Regions from separate parts of the Mus musculus genome. Here region 1 is linked to region 2. The links are chromatin contacts, called in public Hi-C maps. All regions are on one chromosome and are shown on one strand. The core of a region is the stretch at or near the end of the contact, and the rest is flanking DNA. Distances in the headings are between cores, read along the strand shown.

Region 1 (4,169 bases), core at 1,331-3,830, 74 kb after region 2:
TATGTTATCCCCTCAGCTACCCTACCACTAACGGCATTGTGACCAAGATTCACCATTTATGGCTTTCTGGCAATAGCAGTAGGGAAGGAACTGGAAGAGATGAATGTTAGAGATACTTTGAGAACTGAGTAAAATGTCCTTCCCCTCTCTGCCCTGAGCAGTTTTTTCTTCACAGTCTCCTCAGCCATCTTCCCTGATTTACAGTAACACGGATCTCTGTGCATCTGCCTGCCTGTCTGTTTCTCTAACTCGTTCCTTTTCTTGAGATTAGGGGACTTGTCTTGTAGTCCAGGTTGGCCTTGAACTTATGGCAATCTTTCTGCTACAGCTTTTGAAGTCCTGGGATTACCTCGTTCAGCATCACGGTCCTTACCTTCCTCAGCTTCAACAGTCTTTGAAGCTTGCCTGATGGAAATGCTATACCTTCTGTCAAGAACAGGGGAAGGTCTCCATAGATCTTATTTGCAGGATGAAATGAAGTAGATCAATCACATTTTGGTTGGTTAAGATAATGTTTAGGATGGGCAGTGCTTCGTCCTCATTTGCTGTAATGTCTTTCCTCTGTGTCTATTGTCACTGAAGACCATCACATCCTTTGCTGCCAGAGTCTTTTAATGAATATCTTCATATATTGTCTTTCTCAGACTCAGACAAGAATGGCTCTGCCTTCCTGTTTTAAAAATTATGGTTTTAATGACTTAGAATGCTTTTGTAAACATGAAACAAAAATAAAGATGCAAAAAAGACACTTCAGGCATAGTATTTTAATTTTGATCACCTCTCTCTCTCTCTCTCTCTCTCTCTCTCTCTCTCTCTCTCTCTGTGTGTGTGCATGTGCACATGGTCTACACATATGTTCATGTATGTGTAGATGTCTGTGTGCATGTGGAAAACATGCCTGCCTGCCTGCTGCCTGCCTGCCTGCCTGCCTGCCTGCCTGCCTGCCTGCCTGCTGTCTGTCTTCTTGCCTGCCTGCTGCCATGCTCCTGGCTGTGATGGTCATGGACTTACCCTCTAAAATGTAAATTCCAAGTAAACTCTTTTTAATTTTTGAAAATTTATTTTATTTTTAAATTATGTGTATATACGTGTGTGGTTGTGTGTGGGTTTCTGTAGAGATCAGAAGCAGTCATTGGCTCCCTGGATCTGGCTTTTAGAGGTGGTTGTGAGCCACCCAATATGAGTGTTGGGAACTGAACTCTGGTCCTCTTCGAGAAGAGCCCGGGACCACCCCCAAGCAAACTCTTTCTTCTACAACTTTCCTTGGTCATGGGGTCTTATCACAGCAATAGAAAAGTTGTTAAATGTGAGAGCCTTCCCAGCATTCCCTACTGATATTTACTTCCTGGAAAGCCTGGGTTCAAGATAAATACAAGATTACTTTTCAAGTTAGTCACTGCTGTGTTGTTGTAACAAAATGCCTGCCATAGACAACTTGGAAGAGAGGCTGACTTTCCACACAGCTCAGAGTTGTCTGTCTGCCTTCATTGTTTTGGGTCTGAGGTGAGGCTGAACAATGGTACGTGGAGGGGGAGACTGTTCCCCTTCTAGTGGACAGAAAGCAGCATAGAATAGTAGCAGGAAAGGGCTGAGGCAACGTCAGTCCCTAAGGACATACCCCTGTGATCTATTTCCTCCAACGGGGCCCAGCCTTCCACAGTCCCAGTATCTCTGAGCAATTGTGCCGTTCATTAGGTCAAAGGCCTTACCATCAAATTGACCCTGGAAACTCCTTTCTCTTCTCCTGACACAGAGGTGTGATAACCCAGAGGTGTTTCCAGACCTAATCAAGTTGATAGTGACATTAGTCATCACAGTTAATGCATTAGCGGGATTGCCAGGCAAAGGACAGGATGCCCAGGTAAGCTGATATTTCAAGTATTTCTAATTTTTAAGTATGTACACAAGCTCAAATAGTACATAGACATATTTATGCTGAACATAATGGTTTATTATTTTTCTGAAACTAAAAGTTAACTAGGTGTCTGGCATTTTTGTTTATTAAATCTGGCAACCCTGAACTTTGAACTTTGAAATATTGAAATTTATTGAATATTATCTATTATATATGTGATTATACATGAGTGTTTTGTGTATGTGAATTCAGGTGTGAGGACAACCTCAGGTGTCAGTCCCCTCCTGCCATTTGTGACAGAGGGTCTCATTGTATACTGCTGTGTTGCCCAGCCTATCTGGCCTGCAGGCTTCTTGTGATTCTCCTGCCTCAGCCTCCCATCTTCCTGTAGGGGACGTGTGAGGCAAAACAAGCCCGCGTTCTTTGTGAGCAGGTGGGTGGCTCCTTTAGTCTGATACCTGAGACAGGAGGATCAGAGTCTGAGGATAGCAGAGTGTACACAGCGAGACCCTGCCTAAAAACACCATAGTATTCATGTACATAAAAGTTTCTTCTGGACTCAGAAATGTGGGCACAGCAATTTTGTCACGTGAGTCAGGAAAAACTAGCATTCAAGAATGTAAAGCTCAAGGCCGTGTTCATATGAAGCACAGGCTCACTTCAATGAGAATAAGGGACAGTTTGTTCTGAGCCAAATGTCAGTGACCTTGGCCAGGGAACCTGGATTCAGGCCACCCTGAGTAACATGTTTCACCACGGATGAGGCTCGTGAACTGTCTGTCTGTCTGTCTGTCATTACAGAGCATGAGGAAGTAAGAAGTCAAGACTTTTACCAAATATATCAGGTAGGCACATTACAGCCAAGCAGACAAACCTGCACAACGCTCAGATGTTATCCGCAGACAGGATTAGCTTTGGTTTGGTGAGCATGGGGCCATAAGGGCCATCCTGGTGGATGGAGGAAGAGTGACCCAGGTGGAACATGGCAAGTGATATCTTGGGGTTATTGACAGGGATGTAGGCAAAATAGCACAGAGGATTGACATCTGCCCAGCTCTCCTGCTTCTAAGGCTTCTTGGAAATATAAAGGTTTTGTGTCTTTTATTTGGGAACGATATGGTCTTAGTGGGATAGAAACCCCTCAAAATAATATTTACCACAACAACACCATTCTAGTAAATCATGTGTGTGTGTGTGTGTGTGTGTGTGTGTGTGTGTGTGTGTAGTCTATAAGTCCTGCTCCTCTAGAGAACCCTGACTAATACAGATTTTGTCACCAGGAGTGGTTCTAGAGCATCCAAAGCAGAAGAATGAATCTTTTAAATATCTGCAATAGGCTTTTCTGTCTTCCAACACCTACAATTGCCAAAACCTCTCTAGTGACTGGAGTCTCTCCAGGAAGCTCAGAGAGAACCGCAAGCCATTTTACAATCAGGAAACAAATGCATTTGATTATCTTGATTCACCAGTTGTCAGAGGCAGCAGATTTTGTGACTCTGTATATACACCTTTTGAAATTTTGTGGAAAAATAAGGATTTTCCAAAAGAAGGAGCGGGTTGATTGCTCCTAGCATCATCCTTGATGAATTAACAAAGGAAAAAAATGTGTTCTCTGATAAAATTTACCAATGTCTGGCATTTCAGAATAGGTGAAGGATATCAGTGAACTTAGTGATAAATTGATTGTCTCCAAATGCACATAGATAGCTGAAGATTTTTAAGTGTGCCTTGGAAGAGAATATTCTCTCCAGCATCCACAAAACTTAAATTGTAGAAAACCAAACCAAATCCCACCTTGTAAGACTGGCTGAATTATATAAAAACTCAAGTCCCATTCTCAGAGGGTGTGGTGGTTTGAATAGGAATGATCCCCACAGACTCGTGTGTTTGAATGCTTGGCTGTAGCGAGTGGTACTATTAGAAGATGCAGTCTTGTTGGTGTAGTATGGTCTTATTGAAGGAAGTGTGTCAAGGTGGACGTGGGCTTTGAGGACTTCTATGTTAGGCTATGCCCAGTGTGTCACACAGTCTTCTTATGCTGTCTTTGAATCAAGATGTAGAACTCTCAGCTCCTTCTCTAGCACCACGTCTGTCTGCATGCCGCCATTTTTCCCACCACGATGAGAATGGACTAAACCTCTGAAACTGTAAGCCAGCCCCAACAAAATGTTTTCCTTTGTAAAACTGCTATGGTCACGGTGTCTCTTCACAGCAATAAAACAGAAAGGAAGACAGAAGGTATTAGTCACAGTTTAAGTAAAAATATTAATTGGTCAAGAATGAACTCCTGTAATTTGGGATGCAGATGTGTGGG
Region 2 (3,752 bases), core at 1,171-3,670:
CCTAAATACTACATAGACACCCCCGCCCCCCGCCCCCGCCGCGATCCTATCTCTTCCTCACTCCCACCCTCTCTTCCTTCCTTTTTTCTCTCCACTCTCTTCTTACCCCTTTGGGAGAACTGAACAGTCATTTTGAGATCTAGCGATCTGAGGGGCTTAGGTAAGCCTTGGGTTTGAGTGTAAGCTGGTCCAGGGCAGATGAGGCTCCTTCAGTATGGTTCTGGGGAAGTATGGGCCCAGCAGCCCTTGGAGGCCAGTCAGTTCTAGCTCCATCCCGCCTCAGTTCCAGCAGAGCCTTTGAGAGACTACTGCAGTACAGTGGGTGAAAACAGCTCAGCTTGCTGTCTGGCCATCTTTTAATTCACCCCGGTGGGCTAGGGACCAGCTAGGGCACCACGTGTGTGGTCCCAGATTCCTGGTAGCCCTGTGCTGGTGCAAGCCCGGAGCACGCTTCTCGGGTGCACTCGCCTGTCTGGCCCGCATCTCCCCCCCACCCCCCCCCACCCCCCCCACCCCCCGCTACGTTCCCACACGAAGTGAAGCGCTCAGCGTTCAGTGGATGCAAAGCTCACAAAGCCCTGGTTTCCCTGCCCTTTGAAGAGTCTCTCTCTCTCTCTCTCTCTCTCTCTCTCTCTCTCTCTCTCTCTCTCTCTCTCTCTCTCTCTCCTCTCTCTGCACTCACTTCCCCGTGTTTTCTTTTTAGTTAAGTACAGAACGTTTTCTTTTTTTGGTGAACATTTCCTCAATTGATACTTCAGGGCGTAGCTGGACCATAAAAAAAGCAATCAGTGCCTTAGGTGGAGTCAGCAGGCTGCCCCCAGGGAAAGGGGCAAAGCCGGGGGCCCTGATTATCCCGTTTTAACTGAGACTGGGCTGGCAATCACTGATGGCGCAAGCATCCCTGGAGAAGGGTCGACCCTGGCTCCTATCCAGAGGAAGCAAAGGGGACACGCTCTCCAGCAGGGTCACAACCTACTGGAAATTGCTTCCCTTTGTCTTTAACTTTTAGGATGAACCGAATGTTACTGTATTTACTAAATTTATGGTAAAACTCCCACATTTATGGCTCTATATTGGTATAAATGTATGTGTGGGGATGTTTATCCTTTAAAATAATGAGTCAGGAATGGTAGCTCACACCTACAGTTCTGGTATTATGGAGAGAGACAAGGAGAAAGACGACAGAGCAGGTTCCTGGCCAGCCTAGGTTATATAATGAGACCCCTTGTCTCTCAGGAAAACCAAAACCAAACTCAATCCTCACTCATCCCCAAACAACAACAAGGAACCCCAAGATGCTTCACACGGTGGCCAGGTGTGTAGCCCAGAGATTGAGTGCTTGCCTAGAAAGTGCCCAAACTCTAGGTTCCACTTGTGGGGAGGGTATGTGGTTCTTTCTGTCTTTAAAAGCAAGTCACAGTAAGTCCCCCCACCCCCAAGAATCCTTTAATAATAGGCTGACTTTGTTTTTCTTGAATGACTTTCATTTGCCAACAAACAAACAAGCAAACAAACAAAAATCTCTATAGGATCACGGTGAATGAGACATCTCATGGTCCAGTTGAGATGTCACATTGCTGGTAAGTTCCCTGTTAGTTTTATTTGATCAGTGGTTGATCAATCTTATTTGCTTGTTTCAAAATGTTCAAAACTTTACTTGGCATGGTTGATTCAAAATGATCAAAAATTGTTAAGGCTGAAATAGATGATTAACAACTGGACTTTCTGCTGGGCAGTAACAGCACACACCTTTAATCCCAGCATGGTAGACAGAGGCAGAGGCAGAGGCAGGGGCAGGGGCAGGGGCAGGGGCAGGGGCAGGGGCAGGGGCAGGGGCAGGGGCAGGGGCAGGGGCAGGGGCAGGGGCAAGTGGATCTCTGAGTCTGAGGCTAGCCTGGTTTACAGAGTGAAGTTCCAGGACAGCCAGGGCTACACAGAAACCCTGTCTCAAAACCCTAAGCTTTTTGCTAAGTGGATCTAATACAATGGCATCCCCAAACACCGGATACAATAAATGATATTCATGTGTTGAATTACTCATTTGCTTCTTTCAACTTCAAGAAAAATAAATGTGTGATATATGTGTGGGCTTATTGTATGCTTTTAATAATTACTGCAGGCAAAGTAGTACATTAAAACACAAATCCACCATTAGTAGCACAAAACAGCCAGATGTTAAGAGAGTGGCTTCCTACTTACCAATAGCTGTAAGTCCATGCTTAAGAAATTCTTGAAAATCTCCAGTATCCAAACTAGCAGACATTCTTAGCGAAATTATTGGCAGTCCTTTGGCTTACAGCAGAAATCATTGAATGTGAGAAAGATTGCAGCTTGTCATATTTTGTGACTTTGGGAAGGAAACCTCAGACTACAGTAACCCTCATTTCCTTAGTGAAAGTTAAGAAAAAGGGGGAAAAAACAGAATTCAGAAAGGCTCCAGTCCGTGTTCTCCTGGACTCTGCACTTTTTCCAGCATGTATGACCTGCTGTAAACCATGTCTCCAGTTTCATGATGGTTTCTAATCAGAAGAAAGGAAGCTTTCAATAGGCTTCAACTGGTCACATGACCCTGTGCCGGTTGATAAGAGGACCCTGTTATAAAGTGACAGCAAAAGAGATAAGAACTCTTGGCAGATAATGGCAAAGAAATGATTAACTCAGAAAAGGAGGGGTTCTTCTGCAGCCCAGAGTGTGGAAAGTTGTAAAGCCAAGGGGTCAGGAGATCATACTTAGTGGATAAAAACTCCAAACCACCTCAAGTCCACTAACTAAACTGCAGCTTGTGACATGGCCCTTTGATGTCACTGCTTCTGGCATGGGGAAGGACAGACTCTGCTCTTCTGACCTCTGCAAATACATTTTAGATGATAACATTGGCGGACATTAATTCTTTAAATGATGACTGTAGATATGATTGACACTTTGAAACCCTACAGGAGCACTTGCAAGCTCGTGGGTATTTACTTACCATTTGACCAGTTGCCTTAAAAAAAACAACCCTGTATGTTTGTTAGAAGAGGCATTAGCTTGCTTGTATATTGGTCATTGGGCTAAAGCGGTCATTTCTTTACCTCCATAAAGTAAAATACCTTGAGATAAAATTTGAGCAAAATGATACATGTATAATGCATTTTTCATATATGATTCTGTATATATAAGTGTGTATGTATTTGTGGGGGCCCCCACCTGTGTGTAGGGGGGGTAGATTGTACACTATGTGATTATGCATAAGGAGTCCAGAATACAACCTTGGGTGTTGTTTCTTTTTCTGGTTGTTTTTGGTTTTGTTTGTGTTTGTTTGTTTTCCTTGAAACAAGGGTTTCTCTATATAGCCCTGGCAATCCTGGAACTCACTCTGTAGAGCTAGGCTTGAACTCAAAGATCCCCCTGCCTCTGCCTCCAGAGTGCTGAGATTAAAGGGATTTTAAAAGATCATAGGATGTCAATTCTTGTCAGTTATTTCTTTGTTGTTATTTCTCTGAGCAATCAAACAACAGTCTGACATGCCAGAAATCTCCCTATATATAGGCTAAAGGACACAGAACTCTGCAAAACAGCTTTTTTCTTAAAAATTATTTAGGTCTCTGAAGCATCACTCTTCATATAATACATCTTCTAGAAGCTAAAATGGAGTAACTCAGGTATAGTTGAATAATGGAGTGTACAAGTTTAGCATACATAAATCCCCAGGCTCAACTAGGTATGGTGACAAACTTTGTAACTCAACACTCACAGACTGAGGCAGGAGGATG

Evidence for each region. A called contact is a pair of places that touch in the nucleus more often than the background predicts.
Region 1: a Hi-C map of liver shows a contact between it and region 2, with 2.1 times the contacts expected there. The contact joins the enhancer-like site here to the promoter of Nr5a2 in region 2. A contact is called at or near these places in 2 of 39 promoter capture datasets (both in liver), 4 of 484 Hi-C or Micro-C datasets (granulosa cells and liver), 2 of 115 datasets of contacts at active chromatin or transcription factors (embryonic stem cells and fetal liver) and 3 of 9 other capture datasets (adipose tissue, liver and pancreatic islet).

What each region holds. Positions count from the first base shown.
Region 1 is chr1:137,032,216-137,036,384 of GRCm38.p6, forward strand. No RefSeq gene overlaps it. Among named protein-coding and RNA genes, the nearest start is that of Nr5a2, 74 kb to the left of the region's middle. Within about 2 kb of position 2,581, at least 10 of the 459 cell types and tissues checked have an H3K27ac peak or open chromatin away from gene starts, as enhancers often do. A contact at or near this core is called in liver, where this site is marked.
Region 2 is chr1:136,958,028-136,961,779 of GRCm38.p6, forward strand. Nr5a2 (nuclear receptor subfamily 5, group A, member 2) reads right to left here and starts at 2,421. Exons shown (of 9, transcript NM_030676.3): 1 at 2,200-2,421. The coding sequence starts at 2,263.